2 separate regions of the Ovis aries genome follow, and region 1 is linked to region 2. A link is a contact called in public Hi-C data. All regions are on one chromosome and are shown on one strand. The core of a region is the stretch at or near the end of the contact, and the rest is flanking DNA. Distances in the headings are between cores, read along the strand shown. Region 1 overlaps ADGB (androglobin). Region 2 holds the start of RAB32 (RAB32, member RAS oncogene family).

Evidence for each region. Hi-C and Micro-C count contacts between places; a contact is called where the count stands out from the background.
Region 1: a contact with region 2 is called in a Hi-C map of blood, with 9 times the contacts expected there. The contact joins the enhancer-like site here to the promoter of RAB32 in region 2. A contact is called at or near these places in 10 of 16 Hi-C or Micro-C datasets (blood, hypothalamus, liver and 5 more).

The regions. Positions count from the first base shown.
Region 1 is chr8:71,198,439-71,205,818 of ARS-UI_Ramb_v3.0, reverse strand. ADGB (androglobin) reads right to left here. Exons shown (of 35, transcript XM_060419797.1): 12 at 3,442-3,571; 13 at 94-127. Among named protein-coding and RNA genes, the nearest start is that of ADGB, 87 kb to the right of the region's middle. Within about 2 kb of position 5,313, at least 3 of the 54 cell types and tissues checked have an H3K27ac peak or open chromatin away from gene starts, as enhancers often do.
Region 2 is chr8:71,044,360-71,051,442 of ARS-UI_Ramb_v3.0, reverse strand. It overlaps RAB32 (RAB32, member RAS oncogene family), which reads right to left and starts at 4,594. Exons shown (of 3, transcript XM_015097461.4): 1 at 4,180-4,594. The coding sequence starts at 4,432.

The DNA of each region.
Region 1 (7,380 bases), core at 4,064-6,563, 150 kb before region 2:
CAGGAGAAGGGAGAGCAAGAAGCTGTCAGGAAGCAGAGACCCCTTTGTATTGTGATATCTGAGAAAAAAGTCATGAGGAGATTATTGATTTACCTTTTCCGAGTACAGGTTGTGAAGCAACATTTCCCTGTGAATTGAAAGGAACACACTGAGAAATCATTTATCAGTTCAACAAAACATGACTGCTCTCTAAAGCACCACGGTTTTTAAAAGGTTTCATACAGTCTTCTAAACACTGGAGAAATCGAAATTTCTCTAAATCCTTACTAAAACATACAGCAAAATGGAATTTTTTTTCAACCTTAAAATCCAAAAGATGTGAATTTGAGTGAGAGTTTACATTTGTGACATTAAAATACTGCTTGTATGAGCTTATTACATGTTTGAATCTTATAAGAAAATTTAAATTAAAACAACAATATCCCTGAGTTGATATGTTAGATGGTATGAGGCACTGATAATTTATAACTTATACACCAATAATTTATACTGACTGACTAAAATGAGATTATGATTAATGGTTACTATACAGAAACTAGTGGGCCTTCCCTTGTAGCTCAGTCAGTAAAGAATCTACCTGCAATGCAGGAGACCTGGGTTTGATTCCTGGGTCAGGAAGATCCCCTGGAGAAGGAGATGGCAACCCACTCCAGTATTCTTGCCTGGAGAATCCCATGGACAGAGAAGCCTGGTGGGCTACAGTCCATGGGGTTGCAGGAGCTGGACACGACTGAGTGACTAAGCACACATACAGAAACTAGAGAGGATTATTTCAAAGTATTAAAAATGGTTTCTCAAACTTTTAACAGGGAAAATACACTGAATGCACATGTAGTACTCTGCTATTTCTAAAACACAATGAAAATAATTTAAAAGATAAAATTGTATAAATTTATACAGACTAGTGGTGGGTGATGCTAACAATATTTTGGATGATGTAAAGTGGGTGGAGAAGAAAACAGAGTAGAGATAACTGAATATGAAGTGTTAGTGAGAAGCAAGCCCATCCAAGCCTTAAAAGCCCAGAAACAATTAGCAGGCATCTGAGAAGGAGAATACTCCAGTACTTTGGCCACCTGATGTGAAGAACTGACTCATTCAAAAGACCCTGATGCTGGGAAAGATTGAAGGCAGGAGGAGAAGGGGACACCAGAGGATGAGATGGTTGGATGGCATCACCGACTCGATGGACATGAGTTTGAGTGAACTCCAGGAGCTGGTGATGGACAGGGAGGCCTGGCCTGCTGCAGTCCATGGGGTCGCAAAGAGTTGGACGCATCTGAGTGACTTAACTGAACTGAAAAGGAGGAAATGAGATACAGGCTGAAAATAATGGGGTGGGTTGAATGTCTATATAAGGAACAGACAAGTCCCCACTTCTCCCTAATCCCTTCTGGTTTAGCATCTATCCTTCTTCAGCCTAAATAGGACATTGGAGCTTGATTTAAGTGGAGAAATTAAATGAAAAATCTCCAGATCTGGGTTCACAGACAGCGTGGGAAGCAAGAAAGGCTACTACAAAGAGAGGAGAGGAATTAAGTGAACATCCACATGATGAATTTTGAGACTCTCAGGAACTCTGCTGCTTGGCTTTAATAACTCTGGTGGATAAAAGTATGACAATCCTTACCACCACATTCCACCCCAGCAGGGAGATTAGAGAACCCTTAACCTATGAAACTGAACAGAGCTGGAGGAAAACCTCAGGGAATCTCATATTTGGAGCCAGTCCCACCCTTGAATGAAGCTCATTTATCCCCAATTATCTCAAGTTAAAGCTACTAGCTGACAAGCTCTATCCATGCCATAAAGCTTCTTCTAATCAGCAGCCCTTTAATGTCATAAACTCCTGATATGTGTCTAACAAAGTGCTACCAGGCAGTTGAGGAAAGAGCCCCATATAAAAGAAAGAAACTAATGGATGTGCCTAGAGAGATTCATAGGAACCAGAAATAATCATATGAGGAGACATTTTAAAAGTTAGTATTATCAGAAAGTTAAGAAGATAGTCATTTCTCAAATAGTAAACTTCTATAAAAATACATCAAGAACAAGGTAGAGCTCTTAGAATCTAAAAATAGGAAAGTGAAATAAATTCAACGGGAAGTTTGAATGTAAAGCTGATTTTAAAAAAAGAGACTAAAACTGAAAACAACTTTTCAAAGAAAACATAGGTGAAGAGCTTCGTGACGTTGGATTTGACACTGGTTTCTTAGATTTGACAGCAAAAACAGACAACAAAAGTAAAAAAAAAATTGGACTATGTAGAAAATCTTCTGTCATTCAAAAAGAGCTAATCAACAGTGAAAATGCAGCCTACGGAATGAGAGAAATTATTTCCAAATCGTATGTGTAATAAAGGGTTAACCTCAAGAATATACAAATAACTTCTTGTTCTCATAGTCTTCACTTTCCATGCATCTTCTCTCAGGGAGTATTAGAAGATGCATGCCATTGAAATTAAAGTATAAAGTAGGAGGACAGCATAGTTTCCAAAAACTAGAAAATGCATCAGAGGAGAGAGAGAAGAGAAAGTCCCAGGATGACAACTGCAGGTTTCTATCAGTTTGAACAAGAGCAAGAAAGCAAAGTATCCCAGGGGTGATGTTTCCAGGAAAATAGTCGGCATTGATAGAGTTATCTCACATGTTTGTGTGGTGAAGGTGTTCAGAGGGTGTTTTTTTAATGGTGTTTCTTTAAAAAAAAAAAAAAGTTGTTTGGGACAGCTTTCTAATGTGTCATAGAAAAAATAAGCAAGCGAGAAAAAAAAATGAAGCAATTAGTTGTACATAAAGTTGTATAAGAAAAAATACCTAATCCTTCCACAGCTAGAATATTTTTAAAGAACGAATATTTTTACCCCTTATCATCTTTCTTCCATTACAGCTGGAAGTAAGGATGAAGGTGGAAGAAGAAACAGGTAAATAATTAATTCCTGACTTGTGCTAAATCTTAACCTTTAGGGAACATCTGAAAACAGTCATGTTTTCCCTATCATAAAATTTATATCTATTTTAAGAGGCAAAGGTAAGGCAGTTTTGCTGTTTAAAAACATGAACCATATAAGGCTGACTAGTCTGTGATAACAAACCAGTCCTGAAATCTCAATGGCTTTAACACATGGGGTTAATGTCTCTCTCAGGTTCAGTTCATTTGGGGCGACCCGATTTAAAGGGTTCCTTTCCCAGTTCAGACATACCAATAAACCCTTGTATTGTGTAGCCCTGCCCCTGGGACACATACTTTCCTGATTACTGTGGGAGGAGCAGAGGGGTACCTGTGTGGGGTACCTGTGGGGGTACTGTGAAATAGGTACATAAGAAGCTCATTTTCAGTATTATTTATTGTGCTCAAATACATTTATATACATTTCACAGTTTAAGGGGAAAAAAAACCTTTCATTGTTAAGAACTGGGCTAATAATAAGAGTAACATAGTTACCTGAGACATAATTTTTGTCAATTGGTTTAAGTCTATCTGGCTAAAGGTTGCAGTTTCATCATTTTCAGTAAGGGAAGATAAACCAGATCCTGGAACCTGCCCTTTCTTAATAAAAGATCGTACAAAATGACTAAAAAAAAAAAAGAAAGAAAGAAAAATTTCTGTTAATCTTAACTTCTTGTTTAAAGGTACTAATAAATAAGTGCAGTTTTTATTGAGATATAAGTGACATACAACATTATTATTAGTTTCAGGCATTCAACATAACAATCAGTATTTGTATACATGGCAAAATGGTAATCAAAACTCTAAGAAATGTACATCACCACACATAGTTACAATTTCTTCCCCTTGTGATAAGAACTTTTAGGGCTTATTCTCTCAGTAATTTTCAAATATATAACACAGTATTATGAACTATGGCTTCCCTGGTCACTCAGCAGTAGAGTCCACCTGGGTCGATGCAGGAGACACGAGTTCAATCCCTAGGTTGGAAAGATCCCCTGGAGGAGGAAATGGCAACCCACTCCAATATTCTTGCCTGGGAAATCCCATGGACAGAGGAGCCTGGCAGGCTACAGTCCAAGGGGTTGCAAGAGTCAGACATGACTTAGGGACTAAAGCATCATCATTAATAACTATAGTTCCCATGCTACACATTGCATTCCCAGGACTTATTTATTTTATAACTGGAAGTTTGTATCTTTTGGTTTCCTTCACCCACTTCATCCACCCTGACCTCCTGCCTCCGGCAGCCACCAGTCTATTCTCCTGTATCTACGAGTTTGTTTATTTGCTTAGATGCCACAAAGAAGTGAGAATATATGGTATTTGTCTTCCTTGTCTGCCTAATTTCACTTGACATGATGTCCTAAAGATCTGTCTATATTGTCACAAGTAGCAAGATTTCCTTCTTTTTATAGTGATTGAATAATATCCCTTTAATGTTTTGTCAACAATAGAAAGTCCTGATTTTGTTCATTTTATCAATCTCCTTCTTCCACAACCAGTAGTATATTTTTTTTTAATTTGTGTTAAAAACATTTAATTGCTTTCTATACTACTGAAGCACTAGTCTCTGTCAGTCAGTGCAATGCTGTAAAACTTTCCTGGAACACAGTTTATTTTAAAGCTATGGTGGTCATCTTTGTTGATGATCAGAACACACAGGAATCTTACATTAGGAATTGACTTAACTGAGTATCAGAGCAATGTATCAGTGAAATAGAAGTCAAAATTTTAATTATGGGTGTGTGATATTTATAGTAGCTAGCCAAGTACACTGTATTTTCTTTCAGGTTATTACTGACATGACCCTCAAATCAACACTGCCAAAGCTAGAAGTTTATGGGTACAATATGATAGCATCACTGATTCAATGAACATGAACTTGGGCAAACTCTGGGAGATGGTGAGGGACAGGGAGACCGGGTGTGCTGCACTCCATGAGGCTGCAGAGTTGCACACGACTTAGCAACTGGACGATAACAACAGAAATAGATTTGTTATAGTACAAATATTTTAAGTATGTGTGTTTCAAAGGTAAAATTAATTTTCATGTATATAGAACTTCCTTTACTTTTGGATTTTTCCTTGCTGCTGCTGCTGCTGCTAAGTCGCTTCAGTAGTGTCCGACTCTGTGTGACCCCATAGATGGCAGCCTACCAGGCTCCTCTGTCCCTGGGATTCTCCAGGCAAGAATACTGGAGTGGGTTGCCATTGCCTTCTGTTTGGTAAAACTTGCTTTACCTCGTTTTAGCTTTTGTCTCAGATTTACCTGAAACTGCCACTAGAGGGTAGCACAAACACTTGTGAAGCTCTGATTCTTGCAGACACGGCCAGGAGCCAGGAACAGGCGAACCAGGCATATGGTTGCTACAACGACAATGTTTCAAGGAAAAGGAATTGTGTAGCAGTCACACTCCAGGGCTCATCAAAAACAAACCAACCGACCAGCTTTCTTTTATGCCGACCTGAGAACTCTGACTATCTAGCAGTCAGGTAGGATGAAATGCCATTCACACATGTTTTTGCTTTTGTCTAGGCCAGTTACAATGGATATACAAGGAAATCCCTAACAGGTTCAAGCAGTGAATATGTTAACTGAATCCAATCAAGTGTTGAAGTCACCTAGACCCAGGTTACAGAATTTCATCCACCTTAATTAGGTAAAAAAAAACTGAAAGGAGGAATAAGAAAATCAAGTAAGGGAGTCACATGGGAAGTTCAGGCTGTGAAACCAACCGTTTGTGGTCCCTCTTAGCATAGAGATTCTAGAGGTCAGTGTGTGACACTTTGAATCCTGGAAAACTTAGTCCTGATGGTCTGCAACTCTGGTTCATACAGTCCATAAAATATTTGAGAAGTATGCAATCTCAGTGAGTTAATAGACAATCAAAAACTATTTGGAATGATAAAATTATCATAGTGGGTAACACTAACTATAAAATTAAGTAGAAAAATTACAAGGTTTACTATTTTTATGTTTAAGAAAATTCTGTCTCTACATGGTATTTTGTGTTTGCAACAGATGAAAAAATGTAGCATGTTACATAATCTAACAAATTAGGCCATAAAATATAGCTTTATATTTAATTTTAGGCTTATAATGAAGTTATGGAGGCTTCCCTGGTGGCTCAGTGGTAAAGAATCCGCCTGCAATGCAGGAGACTCAGGTTCGATCCCTGGGTTGGGAAGGTCCTCTGGAGAAGGAAATGGCTACCCACTCCAGTATTCTTGCCTGGAGAATCCCATGGACAGAGGAGCCTGGTGGGCTACAGTCCAAGGGATTGCAAAAGGTCGGATACGAATGAGAGTTATAGGTATGAGAGAATTTTTGGTTTGTAAAATCTAATAGTTCAATTCAGTCGTTCAGTTGTGTCTGACTTTTTGTGACCCCATGGACCGCAGCACACCAGGCCTCCCTGTCTATCACCAACTCCCGGAGTTTACCCAAACTCATGTCCATTAAGTCAGTGATGCCATCCAACCATCTCATTTTCTGTGGTCCCCTTCTCCTCCTGCCTTCATCTTTCCCAGCATCAAGGTCTTTTCAAATGAGTCAGCTCTTTGTATCAGGTGGCCAAAGGAATGGAGTTTCAGCTTCAGCATCAGTCCTCAATGAACACCCAGGACTGAGCTCCTTTAGGATGGACTGGTTGGATCTCCTTGCAGTCCAAGGGACTCTCAAGAGTCTTCTCCAACACCACGGTTCAAAAGCATCAATACTTATGCATAGGAAAAACCATGGTTCCCCAGAAACATCATTTTGATTATTTGAATTTTTAATGATGATTTATATAATTGGTAAGGGATGACCCTGGTGGTTCAGACAGTAAGGAATCTGCCTGCAATAAGGGAGACCTGGGTTCAATCCCTGGTTCGGGAAGATTTCCTGGAAAACGGAATGGCAACCCACTCCAGTATTCTTTCTTGGAGAATTCCATGAACAGAGGGGCCTGGCAGACTATAGCCCATGGGGTCGCAAAGAGTCGAATATGACTGAGTGACTAACATTTTCTCCTTTCTCGTATAATTGGTAAGAGTTTATTTATTATTCTTTTTGGCTTTTAAAGTACGTAAAGAAAAATCAAATATGCCACTGTTGTAAATGCAATTTAAAATGTTTAAATAAATTCAGCTAACTTTTAAAACTTATTTAAGATGTGTATAGAAATTAATAATTTATTTATATGATTTTTTACAGGTTAAAATGAAAGTTTGAGGAAAACTAGATTTGCAAATATATAACAGAACAAATCTTTCAAACCAAGGTAGCAGCAAATTGAATTTTCTGTGTATAAGATTCCCATGGCTAACTATGTCTGCTTTGCAGCCTAGCAGTCTCTCCTCACCCGCTTTTCACTGTTTAATCGTTGATGGCACAGAGCTGCAGTGGCCTTAAAAGTAAGATATTTCAATAATATTCCTAATATCTTC
Region 2 (7,083 bases), core at 3,345-5,844:
AGGCTTTGCTTGGAATTCAGCACAAAACTGAGCCAGAATAAGGCTGAAGATGACAAGAGTGTACAAGTCAGATGTAATAAAAGACTTTATTTCAATCCTTTTAAATGAATTATTAAGTAACTGACCCACAATAAGTCCTATGACAGTAACTGTAGGACTAAGAGATTACATATAACAGGGACTCATTCATCAAAGAACGGCTTCTTCATATTTAGAAAAAACTTGAACATTAATAATCCTTGACTGATAGACACTCTGAAGGTCAAGAAAGCATGAGATAATAATCCAGGCTCTTGCTCATGAAGAGCTGGAGCGTTATCAAAGAAAACAAGAAGAGACCACTAGTTATAGCAATTGGCAATATGCGAGCGAGAACAAGGAAGACAAGATCAACATTTTATTTTCAGATGGGAATCAAAAAACTTGAAACTGAATCTAAGTATGGCTCAAAAGTGAATCTAAGGATGGTTTATGTAACTTATAAGGTCTTCCAAGCATGAATTTTATGCTCTGATAAATCATATTTACATGAATTTCAGAGTACATTGTTTCTGATTTGTTCTCTGGCCCAAAGGAAGATTTTTATTAAGAAATTTTGACACTAAAAACTGAAGAGAGGTAGAATAGGCTCCCTGCCTACTCTAATGCCACTATGGCGCAAATATTATTTGAACTAAAGGCACTTGAAAAACAAGGGCAAGACAGGTACTCCAACCGCCCCTTCTTCTTCCTTAAATCAGGAGATAAAACTCCCATGTGAAAGATGTCCTCCCCATAAGAAAGGAAGGAACCGCGCTCATCACCAGAGATGATCAAACAGAGAGAATTCTGCGGAAGCGGATCTTGTTAAAATAGCTCTTATCTTCCTTTAGCATCCCACAGAGTTTGGTTATTTTTCTACAGCTGCCTTTCCTCAACCTAGTATAAAAGCATTTATAGTTTTGTACTTTTGGGGGTCCTTCCTCTCATGAGGGCTCCGGTGTCACATAAAGCTTCCCTGATAGCTCGGTTGGTAGAGAATTCGCCTGCAATGCAGGAGACCCCGGTTCGATTCCTGGGTTGGGAAGATCTGCTGGAGAAGGGGTAGGCTACCCAGGCTCTTACATTAATTTCATTCTCAGGACCAGCTGAACATTCTAAGAAGGCAGAGATAAAATTTGGCCTTCCCTATAAAAGCAAATCACTGCAATGAATGCATGCAGACTAAATTATACTAGATCTAAATGGACAAGCTTAAAAAAAAAAAAAAAAAGATTTAGCCTGGACGAGCCATTCAGCCTACTTGGAAAATTCTACAGTTGCTAATAAGCTTATAATAAGTAGTGAGCCAAATACTCATTCATCTATAATACATGTTAAAAGGAAGATCAGATACTGCATCTTAATTTAGTATATACACTTATTAAACTCTCTCTTTAAAATCTTATCAAAGACTTCAATATTTCAGTATATTTCAGTAATGTGTTGAGCAGCAGTCTCAAAGCAGATATGAAATAAAAGAAAGGAACTGCCTAACACAAAATTGTGTAAAATTGCATCTGTACTTTAAAGCTGCATTCATTTGATTTAATAAGGATTTATGAGGCCTGTATCCATGAGTCACTATGGTTCTCAATTTGAAGGTTTTAGCTTAAACTGCTTGGCTACATTTACAGAAAACATTTGGGTAATTCCTGCCTGTTACGCTTGCCAGAGCTTTCAAGTACAGAGACCTGACATAATTTCTTTACACCTTTCCCACTTCTAGAGCAGCAACAAAAGTCTAACCAGTAATAACAGCACACCTTAAGTTAGTCATGTCGAGTGGCCAGCTCCACCTACTATTTTGCAATCAAGGAATACCTCCCCCCTTTGAGAATTAAATATGATTCAACTTTGTTGCTACACAAGGCAAATATGTTTAGCCATGGGGAACTATTTGGAGTGACCTTCACTTAGCCTCCATTACATCATGACTACTGAATTCAAATGGTATGAGCCAGGATTCACTAGTAGCTGAAATATTCAAACCAAACCTTGGTTTGTTAATGACAGAGTTAATGATAAAGCTCCCTAAACCTTAAGTTAAAGCCACATTATTTTTTGCTCTTACTTTCCTTATATGCTGAAAACCTTATTTAAAAGATGAACCTTATAATTTCCAATCATCTCATAAGTTTACCTCTAATCTTGTTAATTGTTGGTGTGTACTTGCTGGATGGAATCCCTTTTGGAGATTCTGAAAGGTCTGCTTTCCTTCCTGGAAAGGCTCAAGCTTTGGATTTAGGCAAAACTGCAAGAAAATTCCACCTAGGCTGATATGTACCAGAGTCTGGTAGAGACTGAATATGTTCGCCTCCTGGTAAAATAGGTCTGGTTAAGCAGGATGAAAAAGGGGAAGAAAACTCTAAGTCATGCTTCTGCTTTCCCAAGTCTCCAAATATAAGCATTTTTCCTTGAAGCTTAAAAAAACACAATTGTGCCATAAAAAAATCTTTTATTTACCTGCAGAAGAACGCAATCACAATTTAATTGCTAAACACCACACTATTTTACATGAAGAATAAAGCAAACTCAACTATTCTCCTAGGCAGAGATTTAAAATCATCTTCATGGAAATTCACAGCTACACTGAAGATTTCCGTAGAATGATTATCACATGGTAAGGCAACCTTTAGAATCCATGACTTTGTCAAGGAGCAATACTCTTACTTATAAGCGCTCTGTGAAAAAGCAGGAAGTGTTTCAAAAGAAGCCTCTGGCTTCAAAAGATGACTTTTCAAAACTTTTCAAACGAACATTTTGTTTTCTGTAACCAAAAAGAAAGAAAGGAAAAAAAAAAAAAAAAAAAAACAAACCACAAGCTGAGCCCAAAGGCTGACTATGCCTCTTTCTTAGAGGTGACATACATCATTTATATTTTCCTATCAGAGGTAAAGAAGCCTAGTCTTAAATAAATAAGTATATATGTGATATTTCTTCAATATCATCTCATATGTAATAAGCTGTTGATGAAAAGAGCCTACCCAGCAGACAGACCTGGGTCCTTGACTCTTCACCAGTTGGGTGACCACACCTTTTACAGGCTTCAGTCATACAAGTGGAGGATTAAGGATGGTCTCTTTAACTCTGAACATGCCCCCATCTCGAAGGCAGACTGAGCTTAACACTCACAATGATTGAACAGAGTAATTCCTGGTACCACTTCCATATTTCAACTTTCCCAAAGTTACTGGCTTATTAAATGCACACATCCAACCCACCACACCAGCCAGAGTTCAAGTTTTCATACATTAGAGTAAGGAGAATCTGTACCCTCCTCAAACAGGGAAAATATGCTTCAAAATGACAACGGAAAGCAAATGCCAGGGAAATAATATATATTGGGTGTGGGGAGGCAGGAGCGGGGCTAGGTGTTGGTTCAGGGGGAGAAGAGGAGCATAACGTTTCAAGAGAAGTTTTCTCAAATCTTTGCCTGGGTGGCCTGCCCTAGGAATGCGAGCAAGGCGTACAAAGAATGGGGTTTCGCTCCCAAGGAAGCGTCTCAGACTCAAAGTGGATGATGAAAACCCTTCTGAAAAGAAACCCTGGTTTCTAGTCTTGGGGGTGTCCCTAACTAGGAGTGTAACTTTGGGTAAGTCGTTCAAACACTCTGAACCTCTGTTCTTATCTGTAAAACGGTAAAGCCAATGAGAGGAGCCAGCCCCTTCCCCTCCCTCTTTCTCGTCAAGATTTATAATTAAAAACTCGGGAAAAGCCTCCGTGGCTTTCTCACCTCTGGTCAGGTGAGAGCTCCAAAAGAGAGGGCCTCCTATCTCTTAAAAACACCAGAGCTTTCCAAAGACCGAGCTGAGGCGTCTAACCAGGGTCATTTTCTCTACGCATTTATTTATCTTGTTCTGCTTTTAAATTCTTCGATTACCAGAGCCTGTTCCACTGTGCTGATTCCCCCTGGAGTCCAACATCCCCTTCCATCTTTCCAGGTGGTTTAGCCCCTTTCTTTTAAACTTACTCCGGCAGGCAAGTTCTGGCAGAGGACAGAGAAAGAAGCAAGGAGACCGAGGGCAGCCAAGCGCCGCGTCCCCCACCCCGCGCCAGGCTTCCGACGGCGGGGAAACCCCGCGGGCGCCCCCTGCCCGGAGGCCGCCGCCCGCCCGCCTCGGGGTCCCCGCACGTCCCCGGCTCCCGCCATCCGCTTACCCGCGATGTCCCATAGCTGCAGGCGCACCAGCGTCCTGCTGTCCCAGTTGAGGACCTTGAGGGCGAAGTCCACCCCGATGGTGGCCCGGTAGTGCTGGGAGAAGAGCTGGTGGACGTAGCGCTTGATGATGCTGGTCTTGCCCACGCCGAGTTCGCCGATCACCAGCACCTTGAAGAGGTGCTCGCTGGTCTCCGGCGGCGCCGCGGCGGCGGCTGCCCCCCGGCCCGGGTCCCCGGCTCCGCCGCCCGCCATGAGCGCCCCCGACCCCGCTCCGCCGGCCGGCAGCTCTCGGCGAGCTCCGGGGCCCCGCCCGGCCGCGCCCTCCCCGCGGCGCCCCGGGTGCTCCGCCGGCCGTCGAAACTTCTCCGAGACCGGCCGCCCTTCCCGCCGCGCTGCCGCACCGCCTGACCGGTCACAGGACCCGGAACCCGCCGCCGCTGGCAGCTCGCGTGGGGCGGGGAAAGGCCGGGGGGGACTGGCCTGGAGGGGGAGGCCCGGGCCAGAGGCCGCAGCTCGCCGCCGCCTGCGCTCCGCGCGGGCCGGGCCAGAACTCGCGGCACTTCCTCTCCCCGGGCGTCCCCTCCTCGCGGCGCCGCCGAGCTCGGCCGCCCCCTGGTGGCCGCAGAGGGTAGCTGAGCGCCGACGGCGAGGGGGACCAGGCGGGTCAAGGTCAGACCACCCAGCCAGGTGGTGGAAGCCCTTAGAGCGCACGGAGGGGCGAGAAGCGGTTGTCCAGGAGGGACCCCAGCCTGGAAGGCGCGGGTCTGGGAATCGATCTCCCTACCTGGCTCTGCCCCGAGGGAGTTTAGCACGTGGAGGTGCTTGCCTTTGATTGATCGCCAGTGGTCTACTTTAGAAGTGGAAAAGAGTGGACGGATGACTCTGAACTTGACAAAGGACTGAAAACGCTTTTGTATCGATGAATCTGAGGAAGAAGACACATGGCCACGAAAACGATCTTATTTTAATTCCCCAACAAACCATGAATGTCTTAATTTTTAGTGTTTCCGTAGTAGAGACTGAGATAGATGCTAGAAATTGATTGAAAAACAGTACTGAGGGCTTTTATTTAAAAAAAAGAAAAATAGACGGCCTTACCTTGCCTGCTGTGTTTGTAAAATCGAGGGTTGTCCTCCCCCTCCCCATAATATTTAGAAACACCTGGGACTGAAATCTTCGGGTAGCTTCCTTAAGTAAACTAAAGCCTGCCACTCGGCCTGTCCTCTGACAATAACTAAAAAATGTTTTCCAGAAGGGGAGGAGGTTTAAAATTGACTTCTAAGTCAAGGTGGAATAAAATCTTCAATAGAATAGCTACTGAAAAATCATGGCTATGTCTCTAAAGATGTTTTATGGCCAGCTCGCTTAGGGCTTTTATGTTCACTCAACTGAGAGCCCTTTCAATAGTCTTCAGCTTGAGGAAAGAGAAATTTTCTCTTACTGCCTTAGTACAGTATATTGTTTCATACTTACAGATTACTGTAGATTTTTATGAGTTTCTTTTTTCTTTCACCTTCCTATGTTTCCACTGGCATTAAAAATAGAATTGTGCTAAAAAAAAAAAAAAAAAAAGGCACATGTAAATGATTTAAAATTAGAAGTGGTCCCAGCTAAAGGAAGGATAATAGCTTGGATCTGGTGGTTCTCAATCTTAAGTGAACAGGGTTTGTTAAAACAGATTACACACTAGGCCCATCTCCAAAGAGATTCTGAGTCTTGTGACTGAATAAATAAAACTCTGTTTTAAACAAGCATTTCCATTTACTGCCTAAAGGAATGGCCTCTTTAGAAAGTCACCCTGTAATACCCTCTCACATTTACTCACATTTGGTATGTACTACACTCCCCATCTGGCTTCCCTGGTGGCTCAGAGGTTAAAGCATCTGCCTCCAATGAGGGAGACCTGGGTTCGATCCCTGGGTCGGGAAGATCCCCTGGAAAAGGAAATGGCAATCCACTCCAGTATTCTTGCCTGGAGAATCCCCTGGACGGAGGAGCCTGGTAGGCTACAGTCCGCAGGGTCGCAAAGAGTCAGACACAACTGAGTGACTTCACCTTCACACTCCCCATCTGGAATATATTCTAAACCTTTACCCCACGCCAGGCTCTTCCAAAGGTTTCTCCAAGTGGTGCTAGTGGTAAAGAACCCGCCTGCCAATGCAGGAGACAGGAGAAATGGGTTTGATCCCTGTGTCAAGAAGATCCCCTTGAAAAGGGCATGGCAACCCACTCCAGTATTCTTGCCTGGAGAATCTCCAGAGACAAAGGAGCCTGGTGAGTTACAGTCCATAGGGTTGCGAAGAGTCAGACATGACTCAAGCAACTTAGCACACAGGCTCTCCCAAGTAAACTCTGTCTCAACGTTCAAATGCCAGATCAAGGGATTACCTGCTATTTTCATTCCAAATTTCCCTGGCAGATTAATGAATTCATTTATTTATTAAAAAGCTTCTGATGGTGCCAAGAAATGTTCTAGATATTCCAAGTACACTGGTTTGAGCAGAACAGAGAAAATTCTTTTTCTCAAGGACTTTATGCAGTACTGGAAACAAGACAGATAATTAAAAAGCAAATAAGTGAAATAATTCAGATAGTTATAGTTTATTTTGTGAATAAAATAGGGAAATGCCATTTAGCAAGTAATCATTGAATGAACAACAAAAACTACACTAATTAGCTGGCCTACTCTAAAGGAAATATTAAAGTAGGTGCCAAGTTGCATTTGTTTACCATGGGGATAACCAAGTGACCCAGGGCTGTTTATTGAAAAGACCATCCTTTTCTCATTCCTCTGCAGTGCCGCCTTAGTCTTAATTCCAAAGGTCATATAAGACTGGGTTTGTTTCTGCACTCTTGTCTCTTCCATTAGTCTATGTCTGTGCTTATGCCAATTACTTCCCTTA